Regions from separate parts of the Xenopus tropicalis genome. Here region 2 is linked to region 1. The links are chromatin contacts, called in public Hi-C maps. All regions are on one chromosome and are shown on one strand. Each heading gives the region's core, a stretch centred on a gene start, on an enhancer-like site or on the middle of the called end of the contact. The rest is flanking DNA. Distances are from core to core; before and after follow the strand shown. Region 1 holds the start of gpr135 (G-protein coupled receptor 135). Region 2 holds the start of LOC100486031 (potassium channel subfamily K member 16).

Region 1 (4,684 bases), core at 678-3,177:
AACTGGATATCACAGGCTTGTGTCCACTGTCTCTGGCTTAATCCCCACACTATTATCAGTCACAGTGTCTGGCTGGCCATCTCTGCAAAAGAGCACAGTCGGGTTTTTACAGGCCCACATGGCCACGTCGCCACCATTGGCTGGGCTACAAGAGGATACCCTGCTGCCCTGCCCATGTCTGTTCCCATAACGGTCATGGATAGGATCTCTGTTTTGACCCTGTGTGCACAGGTAGGCAGCAATGTTCCTAGTCCTGTAGCCCTCCTCGCGGTTGCGGCCTAAAAGCATTGAGATATTAGGGTTGCGAATGGCGTAGATGAGCGGATTGATGGCCCCATTTGCCCATGCCATCCAGATAGCCACAGTGTCCATTAAAGGGGTGAATGGATAGTCCCCGGCCGCAGCCACCAGCCCCATGATACAGTATGGCCCCCAGCAGCAGATAATAAAGACAATCATGATCAGCACAGTGGTTGCCGTCCTCATCTCGCTGTAAAAGCGAAGCAAGTGCGCGTAGGTGGTCACAGGCCGGACGCGGATTTCCGACAACCTCACGGCCTTGCAAATATTGTAATGGCAGAAACACATGAGGGCAAAGGGCAAGAGGTAGCAGAGCACAATGAGTGAGATGGAGTAGGCCGCCCCAAGCCTGGAGCCTGCTGAGTGGAACACATACAGGCAGTGATAGTGGCCCTTCCTCTGTACCTGCCATTGCTCCCGGGCCAGCAGGAACCAGGGCAAAGAGAAGGCCAGGGCTAGGAGCCAGGCAGCCAGCAGCAGCTGAAGGGCCCGGGCCCTGCCTATCTTGCCTTGGGGCTGTCTCACAATGGCATAATAGCGGTCCATGGAGATAAGGGTCATGGTGAGGCTGGACACAATTCCAAAGCAGCAGTTGAGGAAACCACTGGCCAAGCACAGGCGGTCCCCAAAGGGCCAGGCCCCGCCCCTGAGGAGCAGCAGGAAGGAGAAGGGCAGGCAGAGAAGGGCAGCCAGCAGGTCGGACACAGACAGGGACAGGATGAAGGCGTTAGTGACGGTGCGCAGCTGGCGGTGTTTAGCGATCACCAGGATGACAGCGCAGTTGCCCAGGCAAGAGAGCAGGAAGATGGCGAGGAGCAGAAGGGCCTGGCAAGCCACCGATACCCCGTGTAACAGCGGGCTCCCCTCGGCCTCCTGTGCCGGCCCGGGCTCCGGGGTGCTGCGGTTGCCGCCGGGCGATGGGGAGGAAGTGGCTGTGAGCTCGTTGCCATGTCTCCCTCCTCCTGGAGATGCGGCTGCGGTCCCTCCGGCCCCAGGGCTGCCCAGAGCCGTCATGTTGGTGAGCAGTGCGAGTTGTAACAGGCGCGGCTCCATGTGTCGCGGAGAGGCCGGGGGGAGGCATCCCTCAGGCTGCCGGTCTGTGTCCCGGTGCGGGCGGTGGGTCAGGCCGCGGTGCCAGGGATGGAAGATACGGGGCGTGGTGCGTGACGTGCTGCTGGTTGCCATGGAAACAGGGACTGCTTCTGTTCTTTTACGCACAGAATGGGTTGGGGGAGGTGCGGGGGGGCTGTGGGGCCATTCCCCCCTTTTATCGGAAAAACCTGCCAGGAATCACCAGCTTTGCCAGATGATCGGTCATTTCTACGGAAATCGGGCTGTGTGTGGGGTAGTCGGCCGATAAAAGTTTGGTACGTGTTTTCCTGGAATGAAGGGCCAAAACTAAATCGTCCGACCGATGTTTCGCATCGCTGCGTGTGTGGGGCCATCGGCTGCCGATGTGATCAGTACAATGAAGGGAAGTCCGAATGTGAAGTGAGCCTGCGAGCTGTGTATTAATGGCCAGTTCCTAATGGCGCTAAATGTCATAATGGCGCTAATAGTGATATTAATCTTTCCGCTGCTTGTGTCTGTCCGGCTCCCCTGTTTTCTAATAAATACAAGTGGCACTTTGTTACTGGCAGTCAGTCTGTGGCCTGATGTGTAATCTCTGTAAGCCAAGCGCTTCCTGCTGCTGCACATAGAGGGGCGCAGGGCTAGCCATGATCATCATTCACACGCAGATTCCCTGGGTACCTGGCTGTATATATTATATATGTTACTATGTGCCCCCTGCACCCTTCAATAGACGCAATGATTAGAACTCTAGCGCTGGCACATGGCTTTGATAAATGAGCCATAGGAACTCAATCCTCTGAGCCTTTTTTGGTGTAAATGCTGCTTTTTTGCTACAATTGCACACATATAACATCAAAGGCAGTGCCAGATGCAGTTTGTCAGTCCGGATGTAGAGATTGTGCGCAGGAATATATCTCTATATGTAATGGCACCTGCCTAGGGCACAATGGGGGAAAGTGCAATTACTGCAAATCTCTTTATTGTGGTGGCTTTATGGTCCAAGGTCATATTGAAGGAAAACTATACCCCCCAAACAATGTAGGTCGCTATAGAAATATATTACATAAACAAGCTCATATGTAAAATCCTGCTTTGTCTAAATAAATCATTTTCACAAATGTAACAGTTAGTAGTGTGGGAGCAAAAGACAGAACTCTGCCCATTAATTGGCTGATGGGGCCTAGCATGTATGTGTGCCTTGGCTTGTTTGTGTGCACTGTGAATCCTATGATCCCAGGGGGTGACTCTTAATTCTTAAAATGGCAATTTTCTATTTAGGATTAACCAATAGCACATACTACTAAAAAGTATATTTTTATGAAAATGGCTTACTTAGATGAAGCAGGATTTTACATATGAGCTGTGTGAACATTGTTTGGAGATATAGTTTCTCTTTAATATTGGTGCCAAACACCTTTGGGATGTATCATGATGCCTCTGACATTGAAAACAAACCCTGCAGTGTCTCACATTCATCTGTACATCCCTCAAGTCAGCCAAGTTCCATTCTGTCGATGGGGGTGCCGTAATGTCGGAGCTACGGGCGGTATAAGTACGTTCAGGAAGAGCATTTTCATGGTCTCTGTCTGCCCCATCTCTGCCAGGTAATGGTGTGCTGGGAACAGGGTTGAGGGGAGGGTGCTTGGGTGCCAACAGCTCCTTGGCTCAGGTCTGCTAATGCCCCCTTTTAATAAAATTACATTTTTTTTTTATTTCACAAATTGATACCCATAATGCCCTGCGCATCAGTTATTTGGTGGAGCAGAGGGTTTCCACTTTCACAAAGTGTATAGAGCAGGGGTCCCCAAACTTTATAAACATGGGGCCAGTTCATGGTTCCTCAGACTGTTGGGGGGCCGGACTGTAGTCCTCCAGCTCCCTGCTCCCCCGCTGCATCTGCAGACAGGTAGTAATCAGGGGTGAGGAAGCAGCGGGGGCCAGGTATATTACCATGGGGGCCGGATCTGGCCCACGGGCTGTAGTTTGAGGATCCCTGGTATAGAGTGTAAGTGTTATAAGAACTTTACTGAGCAGATATTGCTGCAAGTGTGTGAGATTTGCCACCTTAACTAACTACAGGGGAATGCAAACGTTTGGGCACCCCTGGCCAAATGACATACAGAGTTTTGTAAGTGGAAAACCAGTTCATAAATACAGGAACCAGTAGGTTAAACACAACCTATTTGCAAATGCTACGATGCAGTTACATTTTATTTCACCAACTTTAAAACTTAGGAACAAAGAAAAGTCATTGTGGTTTATTAAAATGTTTGATACAAATGTTAAAATCTATACAATTGTACAAACAAAAAGCATTTATGTTATACAATATAATCAAAATCTCACTTTGGATGTAAGGGGGGATATCACTAGGAAACACAAATTTAGCACAAACACACATTGGCTACAAAGGAATTGTGACACATGAAAGAATCAGCCATTGGCACTTAACCCTTTGCCTGGCAGATCTCCATGGCACTAGCGGTGAGCTCAGGTAATACCCGAGGGTGTGCATTAGTGACACATACACAGGGCATTCTCTGTGTAGACCTCAGCTCTTTAAATGTTTTGGGCTCAGGCACCCACTTAGCTCACTGTAAGGTTACAGATATATGAAAACTGGGTCCTTATAATCACTTTCCTATACTTCCAACGACATCCAAAATAGTAAATAAAAAAAATGATGTTTAAATTGTATCCTATATTTTATAAAGCAAACACACAGTTGGCAGCTGAGGGTAACAATACATTCTGTTTGAGTGCATATAAAAACCCTTCATTTCTTTGGTGTTACTGGGCTTTTGTGTTGCTCTAGGAAGAGGGGAACACTGAGAGGTAACCCCTTCAACATCAGTGCTCATGGGCAGACAGACCTTTTAGGGTATAAATGAAATGAAGGACATATGGACATACGTAAATGAAGTGAGGGGAATGCTGTGTGCCTACCTTGCAAGTGGTGATTTGCAAATGGACATTCCAGCTGCTAGGAGTCAGAAGAAAATCTCAGCAGGGTCCATTTGTCATGCAATTAGCCTAAAACAATATCTGCATCATCCACACAATTCAGTTAATGAGGGGGGTGCAAAAGGGTTTATTGTATGTACTACACATGGATTGGGGGCAAGCTAGCTTTTGAAAAAAGCTCTTGGATGACAGCAAAACACATGTTAGGCAGCTCATTGTTATTTTCAGTTTTAACTGTGGGGATTGCATTTAAAGTTTGGTGGGGGGGAAATGTGAATACCGGTACCACTGGTGGGGGGGGGTGAATGAAGGTGGATGGAATGTGGCACATGTGCTAGGGGAGCGA
Region 2 (4,684 bases), core at 1,196-3,695, 140 kb before region 1:
TAATGATTTGTTTTGCTCAAGAAAGAGATTAAAAACTCACATGACCTCCCATCTCTTTCCTGTAAGTTTCTATCTCCAGCTGTATAGACAGAAACTGACCAGCTGCTGGTGTTGTTAGAAAATGCATTATTTTAGCAGTTAATAGACAGCTGAATAGCTTTGAAATGGAAAAATGGGTATTATCCTTACCTTTCCACATCTCTCTATACCATGTACTTCTCTATCCAACCTTTCCTCAGCTTCTGCTTGTAATATTGTCAGCTGGCCTTTGCTTTCTCTTTTTTTGCCATGGGGCATTTAGATTATAGGGCCCCATATGTTAGAAACCTAGCTAGTATTTTGCTGGTACGTCGGTACAAATGATACCTGATGCAGTTAATAGACACTAATACAAAGACGCTAATACAAAACTGTAGAAGTCAATGGGAATTATTGTAAGCAAACTGTAACAATCTTCATTTATTACTTAATTTTAGAGGATTTCTTTTTTTGGGGGGTGTACAAAATTTCGAGGTTTTCATATTCTGATCTAGATTCTTTTTGTAGGTTTTTCATTTATGCTTTTTACATTAGGCTTTTTTTAATAAATTACTTGGGATTTGTTGTTTTATTGCAAAATGGTCTTTTTCATGGTTTTAAAAACCACTAAAATCAGAATGTGTATGTATATGTATGTATATATATATATGGGCCTCTATGTTGAAAACACCTTAATACAGGACAATACCATGCTGATGCTTCTGCTGCTGACTGGCTTTCCTTGATACAGTTTAGGTTATTATCAACAAGTACTGTCAGGTCCTTCTCCATCAAGGATCCACTTATTATAGAACCCATTAAGGGAATAACTATCCTGCATAGATTTAATGCCAAAATTTATCTTAACTGCAACTAAACTGCCCACATTATGAGATTCTTAAGACCCCCCCTGCAAGGATGACATATCCTGGATGGATTTAACTGGTCTGAAAAGATTTGTGCCAGTGGCAAATACATCTGTAACTGCTTTCAATGCCCTCTTTAAGTTAGTGAACAGATTAAATAAAAGTGAAACCAATACAAAACCATGTGGCATACCACACAGATATCTTAATGCTTTTATATTTCTTTCATAAATGGATAACTTGAGATTAGTAATGGATTAATATCAAACATATTTATTCTATCTATATACTGTAGTAGTGACCATAAAGTCATAAATTTGTCTGCCCTGCAATTTGGTGCCTCTGTTGACTTAGCGTATATTTGTTTTTAATAGCATACATTAGATAAGACAATATTACAAGCTCTATTACTTACACTGCCATTAGGGCAGACTTTCAGTTGCCACCTACCATCAAGTCCCCATTCTTACCTTCCGGAGCTTTAGCGCAGGTCTAGGTGCTATGTGTTGGCAGCAGACCCGGACTGACAAACTGGAAACTCTGGCATATGCCAGAGGGACTGTTGTAATCTGGTATAGATTGATATTCTTTTGGTCTTGTGTGGGGCCACTGTGTATTTGAAATGCCAGGGTCTATTTTGAATTTCATTTCAGATTCAGTTGGCAGTACCACTACTCCAGTAGGTATCAAGGTAATTTAAATCCCCTGTTATTAAGATTTTTTGTTTTGCAACAGAAGCTGTGCCTTTTTTTTTCTTCATTCATATGAAGGTTCTTTATAACCTTTACCTACAGTAAATGGTGAATCAGTCTTCCCATATGAATTCATAATTCCCACCCCAACTTCTGTCTTTATGCTGGGTTGCAGAGCTGGGCTTAACATAAAGACATACCCCTTCACCTTGTCCTTTGCTCTTTACCATTTCCCTCTAAACAAGGTATAGCCTTTTATATTTACATCCCAGTTGTGGGACTCATTCTAAATTTCCAGCACAAACATGACTTTTAATAAATCGAAAAATAAAATTACAATATAAAAAGCATTATTTTCACTCAAATTCACATGAGGAATTAATATCAGATGTTAGTAACCATAGCTGTACTATATATAACTGTCATATCCGCTCCCCTCCCACATAATTGAGCCTAGTAACAGTATCTATTTGGATCGTTTGTAAACATGTTTCTTACATTAACAAGATGATCCAGGGCTTCCTTTGTGAGGCATGTGTAGTTCTTCAAGAAGTCCAGTCTGTGGCGCTCTGTGTCTGTTTTTGCTGTATCCTCTGCCTCTTTTTCCAGCACCTGGAATACTAGTGCCCCAACCAGCAAATACACCATGAAGGCCATAGCCAAGAGAATGCTCTTCAATATCTCAGCAGAAGGCATGCTGTTATGTGGCACCCAACGCTGTCCCCCCTGCTGTTGTGTAGCCTTCCTTGCAGATATCTGTGAGAAGCAGGAAGCACAGATTGTGACTCTGCTCAAGGGGGGCTGAGCTTGGACTGTGAAGAGCCCTTTTTCCACGGGTGGCCCGTTTCCTTACAAGTATAGTAGGTGGTTTGTCAGTGACAGGAATAAGCTCTTGCCTTGTAAGCAAACTTTGTACTTTGAGTTTAGACATTGTTTGCATTTCCTGAAAGTTTATAGGAAACAGCTATCCGAAGACTAATTGCATCATTTGTTTAAATAAGCGTGCACTTTATTAACTGAGCACATAATTGTAGGAACTAGGCCCTCCAATTTGTGTTTTATTCCTTTATTGTTGGAAATATCTCACCCAAATCCTTTCTAAACATTGTAAATCATAACCTTGTATATTAATATAATGACAGCATTATCTAGAGCTCTGGGGAAAGCACAGGAGCTAAGGCGTGAAACAGTAATTTCATTGTCAGCCTCACATTTATATTACAGGTAAGGAAAATATTTTTTAGAACGCTCAGGACCCGGGTTTTTCTGGGGCCCTTTCCATAATTTGGTTCTCCGTACTGAAAAATCACTTAACCATTAAATAAACCAAACAGGATTGTTTTGCCTCCAGTAAGGATTATTTATATCATAGTTGGGATCAAGTACAAAGGCAATGTTTTATTATTTAAGAGAAAAAAGAAAATACATTTTATTAAAAATTATTTTCTTATAAATAATAATAATTTGGAACTTTCTGGCTACCGGTTTGCAGATAACAGATCCCATGCCTGTATACTAGCAGAAATTTTGTGGAAAACTTTATCATACCTGAGTAAAGAGCCCTCGAAGCTTTCTCTGTGATTGCAGCTGCCATTTTAGCTTGGTGTTCATAGCTTCCTGCTGCAGCTCTAGCTGTTATAGCTCAGATTACACATTCCTAAGGGTGGAGGGAGCAGGAGAGGGGACAGAAGAGAGAACTGCGCATACTCTGGCCCCCGGAATGAAGGATTTTTCTGAGAGAGGAGGTCAGATACATTAACAATATGTTTACAAAAAAGAAGACAAGAAATCCTGTGTTTATTTTGATAGGGTGCATATGGCTGTATTTACATAGACCTTTCTGAAAAAGCTTACTTAGTTTACTTTCCTCCTCCTTAATTCCTTGTATATATTGTTACTTGTTTATAGTTTATTGTGTTGGGTTGAAAACTCCAACATACTGTTCTTCGACTTTGGCTTATTCTTCCGCTTCTTCTTATTATTATTATTCTTAGCGCCCCCCCATTTTCTAAACGCTACTCCTCCTACAGTTTTAGGGGTACAACACCCAAACTCGACACACTTCTTCGGAAATTCAACCTGCTGCCATTCTCACAGTAATAACCCCAGGGTCCCCAAACTTTTTACACTTGGTCACTAGGGGACTGCAGATTTAGTTTTGAAAAGTGGGCGGAGCCAACAGCCAATCAAATTTCACCTATTGATTTTTATTGGTTTGATGCCAGATTTTCCAAACTTTGCAGTCAGTCACTGGGTGACTACGCATTCAAGTTTTTTTGTTTTTTTGTTTTTTTTAAACCGCAAAGTGGGAGGGGCCAACAACAGCCAATCAAATTTTACCCATTGACTTTTATGGGAAAATTGAAACTGCGGCCAATCTTACAGCTTTGAGGCTACACTCCCCAAACTTGAATCACATAGTCATAGGGTCAGCCTGAATGAAAATATGATGATTGCTGGATGCCCAAAAGTGGGCGGAGCCGTGAACAGATTTTACCTATTGACTTGGTGGAAATCCAACCTGCTGTCATTCTCACAGTAATAACACCAGGGTCCCCAAACTTTGCATGGTTAGGCACCAGGTAACTGTGGTCCAAGGTGAGAAAAAATGGGCGGAGCCACCAACAGCCAATCAGAGTTTACCTATTTACCACCAGGGTCCCCAAACTTTTTACAGTTGGTCACTAGGGGACTGCAGTTTTAGTTTTGAAAAGTGGGCGGAGCCACCAACAACCAATCAGATTTCACCTATTGATTTTTATTGGTTTGTTGCCAGCGTTCCCAAACTTTGCATAGTCAGACACTGGGTGACTACGTATTTAAGGTTTTTTGTATTTTTGTAAGTGGGTGGAGCCACCAACAGCCAATCAGATTTTACCTATTGACTCTAAATGGGGAAATTCAACCTGCTGCCATTCTCACAGAATTAACACCAGGGTCCCCAAACTTTTCACAGTTGGTCACCAGGCAACTGCAGTTTTAGTTTTGAAAAAGTGGGCGGGGTCACCAACAGCCAATCAGAATTCACCTATTGAATTTTATTGGTTTGATGCCAGGGTTCGCAAACTTTGCACAGTCACTGCGTGACTTCATACTCAAGGTTAGAAA

The links. Hi-C and Micro-C count contacts between places; a contact is called where the count stands out from the background.
Region 2: a Hi-C map of gastrula embryo shows a contact between it and region 1, with 3 times the contacts expected there. The contact joins the promoter of LOC100486031 here to the promoter of gpr135 in region 1. A contact is called at or near these places in 4 of 5 Hi-C or Micro-C datasets (brain, gastrula embryo, neurula embryo and 1 more).

Annotation. Positions count from the first base shown.
Region 1 is chr8:102,978,958-102,983,641 of UCB_Xtro_10.0, reverse strand. gpr135 (G-protein coupled receptor 135) reads right to left here and starts at 1,927. Exons shown (of 1, transcript XM_002933733.5): 1 at 1-1,927. The coding sequence starts at 1,485. The coding sequence ends at 10. It overlaps l3hypdh (L-3-hydroxyproline dehydratase (trans-)), which reads right to left. Exons shown (of 5, transcript NM_001008127.1): 5 at 3,606-4,684.
Region 2 is chr8:103,119,921-103,124,604 of UCB_Xtro_10.0, reverse strand. It overlaps LOC100486031 (potassium channel subfamily K member 16), which reads right to left and starts at 2,445. Exons shown (of 5, transcript XM_031892121.1): 1 at 2,075-2,445. The coding sequence starts at 2,272.